2 separate regions of the Sus scrofa genome follow, and region 2 is linked to region 1. A link is a contact called in public HiChIP or PLAC-seq data. All regions are on one chromosome and are shown on one strand. Each heading gives the region's core, a stretch centred on a gene start, on an enhancer-like site or on the middle of the called end of the contact. The rest is flanking DNA. Distances are from core to core; before and after follow the strand shown.

What was found. HiChIP or PLAC-seq counts read pairs in DNA pulled down with a chosen protein or histone mark.
Region 2: a contact with region 1 is called in an H3K27ac HiChIP or PLAC-seq map of alveolar macrophages. The contact joins two enhancer-like sites. A contact is called at or near these places in 2 of 2 datasets of contacts at active chromatin or transcription factors (alveolar macrophages and skeletal muscle).

What each region holds. Positions count from the first base shown.
Region 1 is chr5:81,741,021-81,745,522 of Sscrofa11.1, reverse strand. No RefSeq gene overlaps it. Among named protein-coding and RNA genes, the nearest start is that of IGF1, 38 kb to the left of the region's middle. Within about 2 kb of position 1,537, at least 5 of the 83 cell types and tissues checked have an H3K27ac peak or open chromatin away from gene starts, as enhancers often do. A contact at or near this core is called in alveolar macrophages, where this site is marked.
Region 2 is chr5:82,106,837-82,111,892 of Sscrofa11.1, reverse strand. It overlaps NUP37 (nucleoporin Nup37), which reads right to left. Exons shown (of 10, transcript XM_021092659.1): 4 at 1,534-1,606. Among named protein-coding and RNA genes, the nearest start is that of PARPBP, 17 kb to the right of the region's middle. Within about 2 kb of position 2,367, at least 16 of the 83 cell types and tissues checked have an H3K27ac peak or open chromatin away from gene starts, as enhancers often do. A contact at or near this core is called in alveolar macrophages, where this site is marked.

The DNA of each region.
Region 1 (4,502 bases), core at 288-2,787:
ATGAGTGATTAACCAATATGTGTCTGCTCCAACTTGAACAAACCTATTTAAACCAGGGGTCATAGCTTCTCTGAGGAAACTTGAGAACAAATCAAGTGTTTATGAAAAAAGGAGGAGTGAAGGGAACTTGCCCATAGTAAGTGTATTTGCCATGTGGATCAACTTATTTCATCCTGAATGTACAGTGTGGGGTTTTTTAAGACCCATTTATCAATGAGGAAGCTGAAAACTCAGAGAGGGTCTGAAATTCCCCCCATGGTTATCAGGCTAATTAAGAACACACCTAGGAGCTGAACCATGGTTTTTTGGACTCTAAACCAGTGCTATTTCTGTCATAACCCAAAGGCCTTCCTCAAAAGGAAGAGCAAGGCTGGGACTAAACTTAAAGTGTAAAGAGAATGTTAGGTTAAAGGCATAATGCCTAGTATACAGTAGGGCCTGAATGCACTTGTGCTGAGGGAGTGAGTGATTAACCAATATTCCCTCCTTATCCTTTGGTTTCAAGTATCCTAAGCAGTAGCACACAGGTTGGGAAGGCTTTCCCTTCCATAGAATTTGGACCTGGACTTCACCCTTTAATTATGATCCATATTTTCTTCACTCCAGATTAGTCCAAGACAGCTGACAATAGTTTTGTGTGCCATGTCTGAGTGGGAGAAGCAGGCCAAGAGATGTTGTGGCTGAGTGATATAAACCTTCTATTTTTGGTAGGTAGCAAACTGGCGATTTCGTGTGGTTCAACTTAATAGTTCGAATCTAAAATGCTGACAGTTCTTTTTGTATGTGCGTGTAACTGAGGAACTACTCTTTTTTCTGAACTTTTAAAAACGTTTTACTGAAGCATAGTTGATTTACAATGTTGTGATCATTTCTTCCTTCCAAAAAAAAGTGATTTATTGATACATATATACACCTCCTTTCTTTTTCCGATTCTTCTCCCACATAGATTATCACAAAATACTGGGTATAGTTCCCTGTGCTACACAGCGGGTCCCTGTTGCCAGTCATTCCATGTACCACAGTGTGCATGTGCTGATCCCAAACTGCTCGTTTATTCCCCCACCCCTACCTGTCCCCTTTGGTAACCATAAGTTTGTTTTCAAAGTCTCTAAGTTTGTTTCCGTTCTGCAAATAAATTCACTACATGATCTAGCAAGCCCAATCCTGGGAAAAGAAAGAAAACTGTATTCAAAGAAAACTATAATACAAAAAGATACATGCATCCAATGTTCATAGCAGTGCTATTTACAGTTGCCAAGAAGTGGAAGCAACCTAAATGTCCATTGACAGAGGAATGGATAATAAGACATGGTAATACATACAATGGAATATTACTCAGCATAAAAAAGAATTAAATAATGCCATTTGAAACAACAGGGATGGACCTAGAGATTATCATACTAAATGAAGTTAGTGAGAGACAAACATCATATGATATCACTCATATGTGAAATCTAAAAAAAGGATATAGCTGACATTTCTTTTCATTTGAAGTGCTTATGAGAGCAACAGACCACTTCCTCTTCCTTTTCAAGATCTTGGGGAACCCTTCCCGGTTCTGAGGAGGAGGGGCAGGCCACATTTGCTTGCTCTGTGTGACAGCCTTTAACATTGGCCCATCTTCTGGCAGTTGGCTGCTTTGGACAAAGGTTGTGGGGAGGGGGATAGGAAAGACTTTGATGGGAGACATGGGGACACATCCAGAAGAGGCCCACCAGGTCAGCAGCAGCAGCATGGCTCCAGCACAGGGCCTGGCCTAAGGACCACAGCTCTAACTTGTAGGGTGGGAGGGGAGTGACGAGGGATGAGGCAGACAGAGAAGCAGGGAAAACAAGGCAGAGTCTGTGTATGACCTCAGAAATGATATGAATGTTTAGGTCCAAGAATAAACAACAATCTTGGGAGTTAGATCTTGGGTCCAAGGTGGGAGAAGGCCTAACATTAAGGGAATTTGATGTGAGATCTAAGCAAATCAGGGCTACTTCAACCTTTCCCAGAGACTGTGGCCAAGTTGAGCTATAGTGTGTCAAAAGGCTTAGCTATGTGCGGGGGTGTAAGGACCAGGTTGAGGGGAGCAGGCAGGCTGATCAAGGATTCAGGCACTCTGTATTCACAGGCTTTTAATGGTTTGCCTTGATTCATTTGCCCAATAAATAGTTATCAAGCTCATTTTCTGTTCCAAGCACTGTGCTGGTTGTTGAGACTAGAGTAGTGAATATGATAAATGCATTGTCTTCATGGAGATTCTATTCTAGTGGAGAATGGGGATAATAAAGAGGGAAAAGTAAACAGCTAAGATCAGTATAGCCAGTGACAGTGTTATGATGCAAATACCCAGGGTTATGGAATAGACAGGAAGGAGAGGAGGTCCATCCTAAGTAGGATCAGAGAGCCAAAGGGGGAAGATAACTGTCCTCAGGAAGAGCTGCAAAGGAGCAGGCCAGGCAGAGGAAGAAGCAGGTGCAAGGGCCTTGAGTGGGTCTGGGCTGCATGTTCTGGGCTCAGCAGAATGAATGGAGGCCAGTGTGGGCTAAGGAAGGCTAAGAGATGAGGCTGGAGAGAGATGATGGCCATGAGGCAAGATGGGCAGGAACTCGAGGGGCCCAGCCAGGAGTCTGGGCTGTGTTCTAAGCACCATGAAAGAACATTGGAGGCTTTTCAGTGGTGGGATGGCATGACCAGAATGGCACTTGAAAAATTTCACCCTGGCTGCTCTCTGGAAATTGGAGAAGGGCAACAGAGCATCCAGGTGAGATACTTCAAAACTTTTGGGGGAAATTAAAGCCAGTCCTCGACTCCTTGTGAGATCTGTCAGAAAAAGCACTTGGCAAAAGATCACACCAATCTTTACGAATATCTAAGATTCATATTGGGATGGAATCATGGACAGAACCTGATAAGAACTATCTGGGAATTCTTTTGTGAAGAGGTATATTTGTAAAGAAGATGGAGAAACATATGTTTGGAAAGGTGCCCCAAAAGTTCATGCATATTTTGATTAGATTAATTAAGCAAACATTTCATTCATTCATTCTTCCTTTATCAGCTGCCTATTCTGTGCCAGGAACTATGCTCTGTCCAGGAGTTCTGTGAAGAATAAATAGAGATCCCTACCCTCCCGAGGCTTGTGGTCTGCTCCAGGCAGCTTTCATAGTTACCAAGTTCTTTAAGAACTGAGCCACATGGAAACCTGGGGAGCAGTGATGAAATTTTACATAGAAAGAGCAGTGGATTCTTCCAGGGGGGGAGGAGGGCTTGATAAATATTTGTTGACAAACAAATGATATTGAGCAAATCATTAAACATCCTTGGTCCTGTTTCTTCCCTTGAACAGATGAGAAAATCTAGGCAGGGATCATAAACTCAGAGTGGCTTCCCTCAGTGTTGAAATCCTGTCACGCAGAAGTTGAATGGAAGGATTGGGGTGACATCAGCTGAGCGATCTTAACATCACTAAAATAGAGCACTCAGACATTTCAGGCCTCCTGGATGGTGCAAGGTGGTGTCTGATACACTCCCCATAAAGCCATCCTGCCAAAAAAGAAAAAAGAAAAACGGAGAATAGACTGGTTAAGCTTCCCGATCTACCCACCAGTTTTCAAGAAATAATAGGATGGAGGAGCATGTTAAATGCTTCCCAGCACACAAGAATACCACCAGCCAACTTGAATGTAGGCAGTTCTATAGGACAAATAAACTGGTTTCTTTTCTAACAAAAGAAAGACACAAAAATGTGCTAGGCTTTGGGTAAGAGGGCACTGTTAGATTAAAGGAAATTTACCATATTAATATCATATTATAAAAGGATGGAAATGTTATTGGATTTTGCTACAGAAAAAAAGTTCTCAGAATGGATAAAGATGTGGTACATATATGCAATGGAATATTTCTCAGCCATAATAGTGAATGAAATAATGCCATTTGCAGCAACATGTATGGGCCTAGAGTTTATCACAGTTCCTAGTCAGAACTAGTCTAGCTTTCCTTTTCCTTTTATATACATTAAATACTTAACAAAGATTTTAAAATTATATCTATCATTGTTTTGGGATGTTGAGTTTAATTTTCTGAAGTGTTCTCAGCATTGTACACTTTTTAGAGAACTCAATAAAAATCAAAAATCCCCTGCATCCTGCTGGTGTCCTGCCCTGTCGTGGTATGAAATTGAGCATGAAACAGGCCCAAGCTTGAGGAGGGGGTGGTAGAGGCTGCTTTACAGTGAGCAGTCCCCAGTGTTATGCATATACTCAAGGAGAATAAACACAATTTGATAGATCAGTGTTGCCTACGGCTGCCTCCACTTTAGAATCATTAAAGAGACTTTAAAAACACTAATGCTGGAGTTCCTATTGTGGTGCAGCGGAAATGAATCCGACTAGGAACCATGACGTTGAAGGTTTGATTACTGGCCTTGCTCAGTGGGTTAAGTATCCACATTGCCGTGAGCTGTGGTGTAGGTCACAGATGCGGCTCAGATGGATCTGGTGTTGCTGTGGCTGTGG
Region 2 (5,056 bases), core at 1,118-3,617, 370 kb before region 1:
TACACTTAGCTATTCACTGATACAGTTTTATTTTTTTATTTCAATTTTGTTTTTTTAAAACCCTTTTTTCTGATACTTTTTTTTTTTTCTTTTTAGGGCCTCACCCACAGCATATGGAGGCTCCCAGACTAGGGGTCCAATCAGAGCTGTAGCTGCCAGCCTACGTCACAGCCACACCTGTGCGACCTACACCATAGCTCATGGCAGTGCCGGATCCTTAACCCACTGAGCGAGGCCAGGGATTGAACCTGCAACCTCATGGTTCCTAGTTGGATTCGTTTCTGCTGTGCCACTACTGGAATTCCTCTGACACAGTTTTAAATTAATATATATAGTACACTGTATTATGGTAAAACTATATATAGCTTAGAGAGTAACTTTCCCTATTTTCTAAATGATTGGAAAGGTTTATAGTTTATCTCTGTTTTATAACATTATTCATATTTTTGATTTATTAGAAAGTCAAGAAGGCAATGCTGTTCTTATAAAAAACATGATTCAATTTCAACCCAAATGAGAGCTATTTATTTAATTTTCTCCACTTTATTGAGATACACAACACCATGTAAGTTTAGGGTGTACAACATGATAATTTGATATACATAATATATATTGTGAAAGGACTACCATGATAGGGTTATTTAATACTTCTATCACTTAGAATAATTATTATTTTTATTTTGTGGTGAGAACACTTAAGATCTACCCTCTCAGCAACTGTTAAGTATACAATACAGCATTGTTAACTACACTCATCATGATGTCTGTTAGAGCCACAGAACTTACTCATAGCTGGAAGTTCGTACCCTTTGATCATCATCTCCTCTTTTCCCACCCACCCCCAGGCCCTGATGGTCACCATTCTACTCTCCATTTCTATGAGTTCAGCTTTTAAAAATTCCACACATAAGTGAGATCATACAGTATTTGTCTTCCTCTGACATGTTTTACAGGGCTATTTATTACACTAATAGAAAGCATATATACAGGGCTTACAATGTACAAAGCACTGTTCTAAGTGTTTTATATGAATCAGCTCAGTTAATGCTCATAATCCTATGAGGCAGATGCTATGATCATTCTCATTTTGCAAATAAGGAAATGAAAACAAAAAGATTTGGGAACCCGACCAAAGTCGTACTATTACTACAGTGGTAGAGTTGGGCTTCAAACCCAGATGGTCTGGTCCCCGTGTCTGTGCTTTTAATCATTTTCTAATCCTGCCTTGCACTATGCTGTACTGAATTTGTCCCCTTGAAATTCAACTCGTACTCTATGTGTGTTCATGTTTATTATACTGAATCTAATTCTTGCTCATTTGCTGTGCCTACCTAATTTTTAATTTAATACGTAACATTAGATTTGTAATCTGCAGTTATTATCATCAACTTAGTTGCTTACTATAGCCCCCAAAAGTAGAGTAAATGAGGTCCCAAACCACCTTTTTAAAAGACAACCACAAAGACATTTTAAATTAGAATAAATCCAATTTAAAAATCAAAAGAAATTTAAAAATTATACTTGACAACATACCTTGTATTCATTTTTATCTTGAAGATCTGAAGTAAATAATCTAATCTTCATATCGGCAGCAGAAGTACAGAATCTAGATGAAAACAAAAACAAAAACATTCTTAGCCTGTGTAGGTGAAAGTCCCCCCATCACCAAAGCCGTTTTCATAATTTATAATCACGCTTTTTTTAAGGCAGAAGAGGGATGTTATAGGTCTGTTGTAAAAAATGTTATGCAGCTGTTACTGAAAGTAGGAGGCACTTGAATTTTTTGGAAAACATACAGAAATTAGATGTGGAGGAAACTTGGATAGGGAGGGCTGTTTAAAAATTATATTAACCCCTCCTGCAGTTGTTCAGGGGTCAACTATAGATCTTCTCTCCCCAACTGGGACTATACTTGTATAAAGTTTTCATAACCAGAGCTCAAATTTTCCAATCTTTGCCTTTCCTTGAGTTCAGAGGGAAAGACACATAACCGAGGTGTCTGTGTGTCAATGCGAGCCACCGGAGAGGAAAAGGTCTTAGGAAATCCCCACATTTTCTAGAAATAACAGCGTGACTTAGAAGCAGCTTTGTAGTTTTTAATTTTAGTAGCTTTCCTATACAGTTTAAAAACAAGAAACAAATTTTGGTCTAGTACAGTTTATTTTTTTTTTATTCAGGACATATTTTTCTTTCTTTTTTGTATTTTTGAAATTTTTTTGTGATTATTATGTTAACTTGTAAAAAAGACCGAGGCCAAAAACACATAAAGTTTGCCATCATAACCCTTTTTAAGTGTACACTGCATTAGTGTTTATGCACATTGTTACATAATAGATCTCTAGAACATTTCATTTTGTAAAACTGAAACTCAGGATCCCGTGAACAATAGTTCCTCCTTCCCCCAGGCCCTAGTAACCACTACTTTATTTTCTGTTTCCAAAAGTTTGACTACTTTTGATACTTTTATAAGTGGAATCATGCAGGAACTGTCTGTTTGTGACTGGCTTATTTTGCTTAGCATTACATTAGCAAGGTCATCCACGTTGTAGCAGATGACAGGAATTACTTCTTTTTGAGGGCTGATTACATTGCATATATGCGCCACATTTTCTGTATCCATTCATCTGTTGACGGGTATTTACGGTTACTTCTACTTCTTGGCTATTGAGAATAATGTGCAAATAGCTCTGAGACTCTGCCTTCATTTCTTTTGAGTATATACCCAGAAGTGGAGTTACTGGGTCACATGTAATTTTATTTTTAATTTTTTGAGGAACTGCCACACTGTCTCTACAGCATCAGCATCATTTTACATTTTCACTAAGAGGGGACAAAGTTTTTTTTTTTTTTTTTTTTTGTTTTTCGTCTTTTTGCCTTTTCTAGGGCTGCTCCCACAGCATATGGAAGTTCCCAGGCTAGGGGTCTAATCGGAGCTATAGCTGCCAGCCTATGCCAGAGCCACAGCAACACGGGATCCGAGCTGTGTCTTCAACCTACACCACAGCTCACGACAATGCCGGATCCTTAATCCGGCAAGGCCAGGGATCAAACTGGCAAACCGGTTCCTAGTCGGATTTGTTAACCACTGAGCCACAATGGGAACTCCCGTATTTTTCAAGATGGGAGAGGTGGTGATTCATAGACTTTCTGAGATAAAGCATTGTTCATTCCTCGTCATTCTCTGCTTCTTTTCCTCAGCTGAGGGTTAGCTGGATGCCAGAATCATGAATTTTACCCTTTGGATGGTGGATATTTTTTGTATTTCTGTAAATATTTTTGAGCTTTGTTCTGGGATGCAGTTAAGTTACTTGGAAACAGTTGGATTCTTTCAGGTTAGATTTTAATCTTTGTTAGGCAGGATCAGAGCAGACTGGAGGACTAAACTGATGACTCTTTTCTGAATGCTCTACTGGATAGTAGTGAATTATAAGGCTTACTATTCTGACTGGTTTAAAAAAAAAAACATTCCAGGTCTTGAGAAGGCTCCAAGAAGTGTTACTTCTAATGCTTTAGGTGGCTCTTTTCCTGGCTTCTAGCAGTTTCTTTCCAGGCTGATCAGTACTTGGCTGAAGGCTCAAGGAGATCCTCCTGTGACTCAGATCTTGAACCAACCAAGGGTGACTTCCTGTACTACCTGATATCCATGTTAAAAAACCATTACTTCTACGTTTTGTGTGTTTAATCTTTTTCAGCAGGAGGGTAAACCTAGTCCCTGTTAAGCAATGTTAGCTGGACTTGGCCAGGGGATCCAAGCCAGCCAGTTGGGTTCTCACTCCTAGAACTAGGATTCTGCCATGTGGACAGGAAGCCACAAGAAGTTAGTGTACAGGAAAGAGTGAAATGAAGCAAAGAGGAGCAAAGAAGGGTGGAAAGAGGGTTTCAGAGAGTAGGTTCTTGTCTCATTGCAGAAAGAATTCAAAGATATCACATGGAGGTCAAACAAGCAAAGTGAGAATTTACATGCTCAAGGGAAGAGTGAGCAGACTGAGATGAGTAGCTGCCCTAAGCTTCTTGGATAAGCTGGCTATGTCGGGTGTGAAAATGAATGGGCAGAATATTCATTGAAGAGAGAGGGGTTTGAGGTCATTTTTCTTGGTTTTTATCCCAGATTCACCTTCTCCCATGCTTTTACCTAGGAGTTCTATAGTTTCAGGTCTTATGTTTAGGCCTTTAAATCATTTTGAGTTAGTTTTTGTAGATGGTATAAAGGTCTGACTTCATTCTTTTGAATGTGGGCATCCATATTCAAAATTTCCCAACACCATTTATCCTTTCCCATTGTCTAGCCTTTACACCTCTGTCAAAGGTCATTTGACCATACATGTGAGGATTTGTTTCTGGGTTCTTTACTCTGTTCCACTAGTCTGTATGTTTGTCTTCAGGCCAGTATCATACTTTTTTGATTACTGAAGCTGTATTTTTTTTTTTTTTTTTTTTTTGGTCTTTTTCTAGGGCCCCACCTGCGGCACATGGAGGTTCCCAGGCTAGGGGTGTAATTAGAGCTGTAGCTGCTGGCCTATGCCAGAGCCACAGCAATGTCAGATCCGAGCAGCATCTGCGACCTACACCACAGCTCACGGCAATGCCAGATCCTTGACCCACTGAGCGAGGCCACGGATCGAACCTGCAACCTCATGGGTCCTAGGTGGATTCGTTAACCACTGAGCCACAATGGGAACTCCTGAAGCTTTATGTTTTTAAGTCAGTAAAGATGAGGGCTTTAGTTTTGTTTTTCTTTCTCAAAATTGCCCCCCCCCCATGATTTTGATAGAGACTGTACCGAATCTGTGGATTGCTTTGGGTAATTTAGACATTTTAATAAAATTAAGTCTTCCAATCCATGTACATGGGCTGTCTTTCCATTAATTTGTGTCTTCTTTCATTTTTTCCAGCAATGTTCTATAGTTCTCACTATAAAAAGCCTTTTGCTTTTCCTTTCTTGGTTATCTAGTGAATTCTAAGAGTTTATATAAAAGGCTACACTCTACATTAGTGCATAGTTTATTTTGTATTTCTGTGTATATACACAGTGCATAAGAATGTCATATCATCTATA